Regions from separate parts of the Mus musculus genome. Here region 1 is linked to region 2. A link is a contact called in public Hi-C data. All regions are on one chromosome and are shown on one strand. The core of a region is the stretch at or near the end of the contact, and the rest is flanking DNA. Distances in the headings are between cores, read along the strand shown. Region 1 has its middle 11 kb from the start of Ccdc170. Region 2 overlaps Akap12 (A kinase (PRKA) anchor protein (gravin) 12).

Region 1 (5,817 bases), core at 406-2,905, 110 kb after region 2:
GATGAATTGGAAGTAGGGTGAAGGGGGTACTGAGGCAAAGGCAGTAATGCAACCTTGGCCTGAACTGGGCAGTGGTAGGAAAAAATAGAGCAAGGATACACACACACACACACACATACATTTTAAGGAAAAATGGAATTTGTTGCATAAGAAGTTATCCAGGTAGAAAATGTAAATAAATTCCACAATACAAACTGGTAGATAGTAGGGCTATTCTAAGGAAACTAAGTGTGCAGAGCTTGACTCTGCCTAATTATTGATTGATATAACGGTGACCTTTAAACCCTGCTCCCAAGGGCTCCTGGGATTTCCTTTAAATGTCTAGGAGCTAGAAGCAGCACAAGGCCACATCCCCAAGTCCTGCTTCAACCAAGGCAGCAACGTAGTGAGCTTTGGAAGTTTGTGTCCCTATAAAATTCTGTATGGATAGTGTTGCAAAGTGAGAACGGTGTTACAAAACCAAACTCAACAGGTCTTAGACTCCCCCAATAGACAGAATCTACTGTGGCCTGGTAGCAAGCTGGGGAGAGGGCAATGCAGTAGTTTATGAGTGTAACTATACTTAGAATTTTAATTATACTCATTGAAATGTTTCAGTTTAGCTTTTAGCAATGAGAGTGAATTCATGGTAATCTCCTGTCATAGAAAGTACATAACGTTCCTCCAAGAAAATTAAACATTGTTTCATTTACCGCAGTCCCTGTTATCCATGGAGCACACCCTCCAAGACCTACACACACACACACGCGCGCGCACACACACACACACACACACACACACACACACACACACACACCCTTCTGGGTTAAAGGTTTTGAAAGTCTGGTAAGGGCAGCTGTTGCCCTTGTCATTATCTCCTTCCTTAAGAATTAATCCAGGTGGGCAGGTCAGCATCCTGGCCAAGAGACCACGCCTATGAAGGCGGGTTTGTCTATTATGTTAAAGAGAGGAGCAGTGTAGCTCTTTAAAGAGATAATGTACTTGTTTTGCCCAGAATTCCTGGCTCTTGTGTGATCCCTTCTGAAGCCTTTCTAAGTCAGCCTGCTTTTCTCAATGAGTCAGAAAAGTGTAACTTCCCCTTTTCCTCTGTCTTTTTTTTTTTTTTGAAGATTTACTTATTTTATGTGAGTACATGATCACTGCCTTCAGACACACCAGAAGAGGGCCTTGGATCCCATTATAGATGGTTGTGAGTCACCATGTGGTGGCTAGGAATTAAACTCAGGACCTCTGGAAGAAGAGTTGGTGCTCTTAACCGCTGAGCTACCATCTCTCCAGCTCCCCTGTGTCTTTTCTAAGCATGTCTTATATAGTGAACACTCTGAGCACCATTCTTCCACATTTTAGCTGTGTGGCTTTACTTCCATGGCTGTACATGCCAGCTTAACACAAACAGTATGACTCTCTCTTTTCTTCTTTTCCATCTTCCCATCTTCCTTCTTGGGGTAGTTGCTAAGATTTATAGCTTGCATGCCCCGTTTTTGTTTTTGTTTGTTTGTTTTTTTTCTTTTTTTAAACTGTAATAAAAATTTCCTTGAGCTTTCTTCTGAGTCTGTTCTTTATTTTATTTCATTTTATTTGTAATGAGTCTAAGAGCCCTCAAAGGAAACCTCAATTTCCCTGGTAACACGAAGCAACCCCACTGAGACTCTAAAAACATTTCTGGTAACAGGATGTTTGAAACCCATTCTAAAGGCACTACGTTACATAACTTGCCAATGATAAGATTTAGTTTATACGTCTTATAAAGTTGATAGATTAGGAATTATTCGTACGAAGTCTGCTCATCTGGGTTATGTGCTTGGAAGCATCCAGATCGGTGAAGGCAAGATGAAGGCTCTGGAGGGATCCAAAGCTATGAAGAGGACTAGGATGATCAACCAGCCACAGCCACAGCCACAGCCACAGCCACAGCCACAGCCACAGCCACAGGGGTCGTTTTTCTGGGCTGAGCTCAGTAGTCACATAATAGTATTTCACTTTAGCCACATCCCTAAGGTCAGATTTTCAAGTTCACACCTAACTACCTTTTGTGAACAGCAAACCAGCCACATTCTGGCTATGGTAGAAAAAGATGAATCTATAAATCTGGGGCCTGATTTATGTTTTTGCCTTGCTTTCCGTGGTTGAGACTGAGAGTGGGAACTTAGGTGAATAAGCGCTGAGTCGGATGGAGACCTGGGTGCTCATGGGCGGTCCAATTGGTTGTCCTGAGGCCCCATCGTTTAAGGGAGGGAAGTTCTTGTCTGTCTTTGACAGGGTATAATATCTGCTTCCCTGGGAAGTCATTTTCTAGCCTGTCATCAAACTATTACTGATAGCATAACTATCAAAATGGCCGCAGAATGAGCAAAAGGAGCAAAAATCTCTTTCATGTCAGTGGTTTTACCAACAGGGCTAAATTGCCACACAGAGATTATGCTGGAAACTGAATTCACCAGAGGGAACAATTTTCCAGACTTCTGAAAACACCTTGGAAAGTTTGAGAAATTCCAGATTGACTGGCTTGCCTCTTGACCTGGCCATTCCAATGTGCAATGTGCAATGTGAGATTTCTTACCACCCTCATTTGTGCTGGGTTTGCCTCAGTTCACTCTCCGCCTCTCACAGAATTATAAAATGTTAGCTCCCATTTCTCAAAGTTCACCTTCCCTGTTCGAGAAACTAGGTTTGGGTTCTTTGAGCTGGGCTATTCTGCACTCCTTTTTTTTTTTTTTAAGCTTTGTTTAAAAATAAACAAGAGTGGAGGTGCACTCTGCACATCTTTAATTGGAAAGCAGAGGCAAGCAGATCTTTTGAGTTCGGGGCCAGCCTGGTCTACGAAGAGAGTTCAAGGATAGCCAGGGGGCAGGGAAACTCTGTTTCTGAAAACAAAAACAAAATAAAACCCTCCTTGATCATATTTTTAAATAAATTACTTTGAAGGATGCTTTATCATTCTTTTAGCAACCGTGCAAAAAGGGATTAGGTGTTTTTGCTTTTTATATCTCACTATTTCAATAATCTGAATTCAAGAGGATAGTAATATTAACTACCTCGCTGTGCTCTTTTTAACTCATTGGCTTTCTGATCAATGTGTGTATTGAGCAGGCTCATTTATCAAATGAAATTAAAGAAGTTGGTGCTCTGAATTCATTGCTTTGTATCTAGGAGGAGACTTGCAGAGCTATGTCAAGAAACCCTGGGAAGGCTCAAGGGCTAGCTTATTTTTAAAATGATTATTTGACTACCAAGCTTCCTGCACAGTGCTTCCTTCTCTTTCTCTTTTATAAGAGTTTTATTGACAAAGTCACTTCATGACTAGTAATGCAAATTTATAAATAGATTTAATTGAGATCAGGCTATGAATCGTCAGAAGATAAGGATCTCTTACAAAAATTTAGACCATTATGTTACTTGGATATTCTGGGAGGATAAGGGAGAGTCACTTTATAGATACAGGCATATGGCTAACCCACAATTGCTTATGAAATCTGGCCTCATATGAATTAGGAAAAATATCAAAAGGGTTCAGGATGCTGCTTTGAAACCCTTGGCAGGAATCTTAGGATCAGCACAAGAAGCTAGGAGAGAAAGCAGTGTGAGTGAGAAACGTTTCCCTCTTGATTTTAAAAAGCAAGAACTCTTTTTTGCTTGAAAGTTGGCATAATTTTAAAAGAAATCCAGAACATGTCTAAAATGGGGTCAGGAATATCCCACACTCCTCTCAACTCCCCTCAGAGCTGTGAGATTTTCCGAAATGATAAAGACATTTGAAAGGTCCAGAAATAGTTGGGGCTTCTGCTTAATTTAGAAATCACGCTTGCTTTTGAAACTTGATTTTACCCTAATGTTTAGTCAACTATCTTCATGCTTTAAGGAGCCATTAACCTTCTTTCCTTTGAGAACTCCAGCGTTTGCTGGCAAGAGGAATTCTGGGTGCAGGGGATGGCTCAGTGGGTAAGGATGTTCTACGCAAGTGTGGTGACCCAGGTTTGGTACTGTGAACTCAAATAAAAGTGGAGGAAGAGAGCAGGCTTCAGAGAGTTGTTCTCTGACCCTACATACGGAAGCCACCCTCCCAGTCATAATGTTATTCCTAATAAATTGATCTTAGTAAGTTTTCATTGTTTTGGAGTAATCTTGATCAACTTCAAGGAGGTTGCTCTAAGTCTGCTGCTAACCTCCTGTTCTTGGACAGATAACCTCCAGAGACATTTTACAAATGCTCAAGGATCCTAGAGAGGACAAGTCTGGGCAAGGGAGTCCAGCATTGTCCGTGGGCCTCCACTGTGTACACAATGGCAAGCGTTCACCCACCCACTTGCATATCATCCACATACATAAACCAGGGCTCGAATAGATGGGGCTCCATGACATTGAAGAAATAATAGTAATAGTGATAAATCTGACACAAAGTGGAATATTTCTGTCAATGGTCATTAAAATTATCATTAGATAATGATAATTTTATAATACAACCCTTTTCTTCCTCCCTCCCTCCCTCCTTCCCTCCCCTCCCCCTCTCCCTCCCTCCCTCCCTCTTTTCTCTCTCTCTCTTTCTTTCTTTCTTTCTTTCTTTCTTTCTTTCTTTCTTTCTTTCTTTCTTCTTTCTTTCTTTCTTTCTTTCTTTCTTTCTTTCTTTCTTTCTTTCTCTTTCTTGTTGTTTTGTTTTGAGACAGGGTTTTTCTGTATAGCCCTGGCTGTCCTGGAACTCACTCTGTAGTCTGGGCTGGCCTCAAACTCAGAGATCTGACTGCTTTTGGCTCTTGAGTGCTGGGATTAAAGGAGCACACTGCCATTATCCCCCTCCCCAACCCTCTCCTATCCCTCTGGATCCCTTCTTCCTAATGTTTTCCTCTTCTTTTATTATGTATGAATATATATGTGTATGAATGAATGTATGTTTGTATGTATACATGTGTATGTGTATATGTATATATGTATGTATATATCATTTTTATGATCCTCTGAGTTTAATTAAGGTTGCTTACATGAGTGTGGGCATGGTATTATTGACTGGACTACTGGCATCTTACCACCCCTGAAAAATGGCCCTTTCATCCCTCAGCAGCTCTAACTGCCAATAGCTCCTCAGCCAGGGGTGAGGCCTGGTGAGCCCCTTTCCCACTCAGCCAGGCCAGAATGTTGACAGGCCTGATGCAGTGCAGGTCTGCTGTAGAGGACAGCTGCCGGCTGGCGCTTCACGAGCGAGCGCAATGGTCACGTCATGCCCAGACGTCAGCATTTCACCGAGTTCCTCTCCTCATCTGGCTCTTGCATTTTTTCAGCTCTCTCTTCCAGATGTTCTCTGAGATGTAATGAGGATGTGCCACAGCTGTCAGTTTAGAGCTGAACACTCAGCAGTCACCTCTGTGGCTCTCTATGAACTGCTGCCCACTGTAAAAACCTCAGACCAAGGCTGAGAGTGGCGCTAGTCTAGGGCGTGCATCTGGGCATAGTTGTACAGAAGAACGTGAAGTTCTTAGATCCCTCTGGCTCTAGCAGGCTCTGTTTGCTGCTGTGTTGAGAGCAGAGCCTTGATCTTTCAAAACAAAATGTCCACTTATTATTTTAGATGATAAACAAAGCCACCAAAGGGTCAAGGCGTTAGTGATTGAGGTCTCTGGCGTCCACTGTGGAGCCACGTGGACGAGGTTGACCATATAGTTTCCTTAAATATGATGATAGTTAATTAGGTTAAGGTCATCTTTTGGCTCAGGAGACACTAGGTTTTTAAAAGGCATTCTGCATATTACTACTGTGGTTTAAGAAGAGGAGGTCTATAGGTTTGTGTTTTTAATTTAAAAAAATTAGAAAATTTTAAATCACTTATTT
Region 2 (5,600 bases), core at 725-3,224:
GAGGTCCCCCAGGAAGCTGAGCCTGTGGAGGAGCTGATGAAGACCAAAGAAGTATGCGTCTCTGGGGGTGACCATACTCAGCTGACAGATCTAAGTCCTGAAGAGAAGATGCTACCCAAACACCCCGAAGGCATTGTCAGTGAGGTGGAGATGCTGTCCTCTCAGGAGAGAATCAAGGTACAGGGAAGTCCCCTGAAGAAGCTCTTCAGCAGTTCGGGCTTAAAGAAGCTCTCCGGGAAGAAGCAGAAGGGGAAGAGAGGAGGAGGCGGGGGAGATGAAGAGCCAGGAGAATACCAACACATTCAAACCGAGTCCCCAGAGAGTGCTGACGAGCAGAAGGGAGAGAGCTCTGCCTCTTCCCCTGAAGAGCCCGAGGAGATCGCGTGTCTGGAGAAGGGGCCATCGGAAGCACCCCAGGAAGCGGAAGCTGAGGAAGGAGCGACTTCCGACGGAGAGAAGAAAAGGGAAGGGATCACCCCCTGGGCATCCTTCAAAAAGATGGTGACACCCAAGAAACGGGTCCGAAGACCTTCTGAGAGCGACAAGGAAGAAGAGCTGGATAAGGTCAAGAGTGCCACCTTGTCCTCCACGGAGAGCACGGCGTCTGGAATGCAGGATGAGGTCAGAGCGGTTGGCGAGGAGCAAAGGTCAGAGGAGCCAAAGCGCAGGGTGGATACTTCAGTGTCTTGGGAGGCGTTGATTTGTGTCGGATCGTCCAAGAAGAGAGCGAGGAAGGCATCCTCTTCAGATGATGAAGGAGGGCCAAGAACACTGGGAGGGGATGGCCACAGAGCGGAGGAGGCTAGCAAAGACAAAGAAGCAGATGCTCTTCCTGCCAGCACCCAGGAACAAGACCAAGCGCACGGAAGTTCCTCACCCGAGCCAGCTGGAAGCCCTTCTGAAGGGGAGGGCGTCTCCACCTGGGAGTCATTTAAGAGATTAGTCACTCCACGAAAAAAATCCAAGTCAAAACTGGAAGAGAGAGCCGAAGACTCCGGTGCAGAGCAGTTGGCCTCCGAGATCGAACCAAGTAGAGAGGAATCTTGGGTTTCCATTAAGAAATTTATTCCTGGACGGCGGAAGAAAAGGGCAGATGGGAAGCAAGAACAGGCCGCCGTTGAAGACTCGGGGCCAGGAGAGATCAATGAGGACGACCCCGACGTCCCAGCTGTTGTGCCTCTGTCTGAGTACGATGCGGTAGAGAGAGAGAAGCTGGAAGCGCAGCGAGCTCAGGAGAACGTGGAGCTGCCCCAGCTGAAGGGGGCTGTGTATGTGTCTGAGGAGCTTAGTAAGACTCTGGTTCACACCGTGAGTGTCGCGGTCATTGATGGGACCAGGGCAGTCACCAGTGCCGAAGAGCGGTCCCCTTCGTGGATATCTGCTTCCATGACAGAACCTCTTGAGCACGCAGAGGGAGTGGCCACACCGCCTGTTGGAGAGGTCACTGAAAAAGACATCACTGCAGAAGCAACTCCTGCACTCGCCCAGACTTTACCAGGGGGCAAAGATGCCCATGACGACATAGTCACCAGTGAAGTGGATTTTACCTCAGAAGCAGTGACAGCCGCAGAAACCACAGAGGCGCTCCGCGCTGAAGAACTTACCGAAGCATCAGGGGCAGAAGAGACCACAGACATGGTGTCTGCAGTTTCCCAGCTGTCCGACTCCCCGGACACCACAGAGGAAGCCACCCCAGTTCAGGAGGTAGAGGGTGGCATGCTAGATACGGAAGAACAGGAGCGCCAGACGCAGGCCGTCCTCCAAGCCGTTGCAGACAAAGTGAAAGAGGACTCCCAGGTGCCTGCAACCCAGACTCTGCAGAGAGCAGGGCCGAAAGCACTGGAGAAGGTGGAGGAGGTAGAGGAGGACTCCGAGGTGCTGGCTACCGAGAAAGAGAAGGATGTTGTGCCGGAAGGACCCGTGCAGGAAGCTGAAACTGAGCATCTTGCACAGGGCTCCGAGACTGTACAGGCTACCCCAGAGAGCCTTGAAGTTCCTGAAGTCACAGAGGATGTAGACCGTGCCACCACATGCCAGGTTATCAAGCACCAGCAGCTGATGGAACAGGCTGTGGCCCCTGAGTCATCTGAAACCTTGACAGACAGTGAGACAAATGGAAGTACTCCCCTCGCAGATTCAGACACTCCAAACGGGACACAGCAAGACGAGACCGTTGACAGCCAGGACAGTAATGCCATTGCCGCCGTCAAGCAGTCACAGGTCACTGAAGAGGAGGCAGCTGCTGCTCAGACGGAGGGGCCTTCAACACCATCTAGTTTTCCAGCCCAGGAAGAACACAGGGAAAAACCAGGAAGGGATGTTCTAGAACCCACACAAGCGCTGGCTGCCGGGGCAGTGCCTATTCTGGCAAAGGCTGAGGTGGGTCAAGAGGGTGAGGCTGGCCAGTTTGATGGAGAAAAAGTCAAAGACGGACAGTGTGTTAAAGAACTGGAGGTGCCTGTGCACACTGGACCCAACAGTCAAAAGACTGCTGACTTGACACGTGACAGTGAAGTAATGGAAGTGGCCAGATGTCAGGAAACTGAGAGTAATGAAGAACAGAGTATTAGCCCGGAGAAAAGAGAGATGGGAACCGACGTTGAAAAGGAGGAAACAGAGACCAAGACAGAGCAAGCCAGTGAAGAACATGAGCAGGAAACAGCTGCTCCTGAGCATGAAGGAACCCACCCTAAGCCAGTCCTGACAGCTGACATGCCTCACTCAGAGAGGGGAAAGGCACTGGGCAGCCTTGAAGGAAGCCCTTCTCTCCCAGACCAAGACAAAGCAGATTGCATAGAGGTTCAAGTTCAAAGCTCAGACACACCAGTCACTCAAACAACCGAAGCTGTGAAAAAGGTCGAAGAAACTGTGGCAACTTCAGAGATGGATGAAAGTTTGGAGTGTGCAGGTGCGCAATCATTACCAGCTGAGAAGCTCTCCGAAACCGGTGGCTACGGGACTCTTCAGCATGGAGAGGACACCGTGCCCCAGGGGCCTGAGTCTCAGGCAGAGTCCATCCCAATAATAGTAACTCCTGCTCCTGAAAGCATCCTACATTCTGACCTTCAAAGAGAAGTGAGCGCATCCCAGAAACAGAGATCAGATGAAGATAACAAGCCAGATGCTGGTCCTGATGCTGCCGGCAAGGAGAGTGCAGCAAGAGAGAAAATCCTCAGGGCTGAACCTGAGATCTTGGAACTTGAGAGTAAGAGCAATAAGATTGTCCAGAGTGTCATCCAGACAGCCGTCGACCAGTTTGCACGTACAGAAACAGCCCCCGAAACCCACGCTTCTGATTTACAGAATCAGGTTCCTGTGATGCAGGCTGACAGCCAGGGAGCACAACAGATGCTGGACAAAGATGAAAGCGACCTTCAAGTCTCCCCCCAAGATGGAACACTCAGTGCCGTAGCCCAGGAAGGACTTGCGGTTTCTGATAGTTCTGAAGGCATGAGCAAGGCTTCAGAAATGATCACCACGCTTGCAGTTGAAAGTGCCAGTGTCAAAGAAAGTGTTGAGAAGCTGCCTCTTCAGTGCAAAGATGAAAAGGAACATGCTGCTGACGGCCCCCAGCACCAAAGCTTAGCCAAGGCAGAGGCGGATGCCTCTGGAAATCTAACCAAAGAGTCCCCAGACACCAACGGACCAAAGCTAACCGAGGAAGGAGATGCCCTGAAAGAAGAAATGAACAAGGCCCAGACAGAAGAGGACGACCTACAGGAGCCAAAGGGAGACCTGACAGAATCCTAAGACGTGAGGTAGGTAAACTTCCTTCTGGATGGCTAGTCCTCCTCCACCCGTTTCCCTGCCCCATCTATGCAATTACACAGACAGATAACTGATTTTATACAGAACCAACCTTCAGTTGGAAATAATTATCAACTACAGTTGGATCTAGGGTGGATATTTGAATTTTTTGTTTGGTTTGGTTTTTTTGTTTGTTTTTTTTTTTTTTTACCTCATCAGAATCCCAAGTCTTGCTGATATAATGAAAATAATGGCTTAATTTTGCTGCTGCTGTTGTTGTTTTGAGCCCAGGTCTCACTATGTAGTCCTGGCTGTCCTGGAACTCACCATGCAGACCAGGCTAGCCTCGCCTCTCTCCTTCCCCCACTGAGATTAAAGGTGTGCACCATCACACCCAGCTCAGCCAAAACTTTTAACACTTTAATTTAGGGCCTGGAGCTCCCCATACCCAGAGCTCCCCATTCCTGTGGCTCTTGGGCAGTTATCCTGTTGTCCATACAATGAGGAAAGAAAGGGGAATTTTATCTCTTCTCTCTCTTCTTTCTCCAGTTGCTCATTGTAAAACTAGAATGTGAAGTGAAGTCACGGAACAAGATGCTGCTGTTGGGACCTTGAGACCAAAATTTCAGAGCCCTTGAGGTGCAGAGAGCAGAGCCGTCCAATGATTTCAACCCTGCAGAGCACCCCGACAATCCTGAGGCTGCATCGGGAGCTAGAGCCAGCTAACATTTCCTCTTTTCAAGACTGCCCTTGATTTGCCCCTTGGTGCCATGTATTTCAGAGTTAAGGTCCTGCTTTCTCCACCTGGAACCAATGTCGGCAATACCTAGTCCCACTTCTCAAACTGGAGCCTCCTCCTTTATGTATTTATATGTATGTTTTATGTAGTCCTCCTCCTGTACCTATTGTATATTTTTTTTCTAAGGTTTAAGCACATGCCTTTTGTATTATGCAGTATATAATGGGTGTGCAGCCATAGCGAAGCTTTGAGAAGCCCCAAGCCTCAACTGTAACCTGCAGCAAACAGAGAAATAACATTCCTGGCAGGAAGATACAAGTCTTTTTAAAGTTTACTGATGCTTAACTCTGTGGGCTCGTAGTCCTCTGAAAGTGGTTGTTTTCCTATGCACAGTGAGCTCAGAAATAAAAACTCCATTTTGAGACATTCAGAATGTCCCAACATTACGACAACATTTTTTTTTTTTTTTTCTAATCCAGTCCAGGTTGGAAAGAAGTCTCCTTAGTGTCAGATTAAGCCCCATCTCTTAACAATATGGACAGATGAGTGTGCCATGGCCATGAGCTATTTCCTAACGCAGAAGGAATTTGTTGTTACTTTTTGGATTGTACTCTTCTAGGCTGGACCGAATTCATATGCAGATTGAAGTGAGACCTGCTCTTTACAGATGGTATTTTGATAGATACTGGAGTTTGTCTGTATTATATCTGTGCCCCTTCTTTTAAGAACAATGTTACATTATGTTCCTTTGGATAAATTGTGATTTGACAACTGATTTCAATAAAAATATTTGCTTCACTTATATTCACTGTTTTTTTATTAAATACTGAGGGGCCTGGATCACATACTTACTATAAGATACTGGCAAGGAGAAGACAATGAGAGAAACTTTCTTACTAGTCACCCCATGAAGACATTACTTTGTACTGGTTTGTTACAGAATTAGAAGAAGTCATGACGGGGTGGGTTTTGTTGAAGGAAACCAGTATAACCAGGAGGTGGGGTACAAACCTGTAATCCCAGCCCTTGGAAGGCAGAGGCAAGAGAATTGCTGGAAGTTTCAGACTAGCTAAAAATGACTGAGGCTTTATTTTAAAAGCATAAAGACAAAACA

What was found. A called contact is a pair of places that touch in the nucleus more often than the background predicts.
Region 1: a Hi-C map of regulatory T cells shows a contact between it and region 2, with 5 times the contacts expected there. The contact joins two enhancer-like sites. A contact is called at or near these places in 35 of 484 Hi-C or Micro-C datasets (2-cell-like embryonic stem cells, the 3T3-L1 cell line, B cells and 17 more), 1 of 115 datasets of contacts at active chromatin or transcription factors (regulatory T cells) and 3 of 9 other capture datasets (adipose tissue, embryonic stem cells and pancreatic islet).

The regions. Positions count from the first base shown.
Region 1 is chr10:4,468,531-4,474,347 of GRCm38.p6, forward strand. No RefSeq gene overlaps it. Among named protein-coding and RNA genes, the nearest start is that of Ccdc170, 11 kb to the right of the region's middle. Within about 2 kb of position 1,656, at least 11 of the 459 cell types and tissues checked have an H3K27ac peak or open chromatin away from gene starts, as enhancers often do. A contact at or near this core is called in regulatory T cells, where this site is marked.
Region 2 is chr10:4,354,182-4,359,781 of GRCm38.p6, forward strand. Akap12 (A kinase (PRKA) anchor protein (gravin) 12) reads left to right here. Exons shown (of 4, transcript NM_031185.3): 3 at 1-3,758; 4 at 4,297-5,290. The coding sequence ends at 3,750. Among named protein-coding and RNA genes, the nearest start is that of Zbtb2, 31 kb to the right of the region's middle. Within about 2 kb of position 1,975, at least 52 of the 459 cell types and tissues checked have an H3K27ac peak or open chromatin away from gene starts, as enhancers often do. A contact at or near this core is called in regulatory T cells, where this site is marked.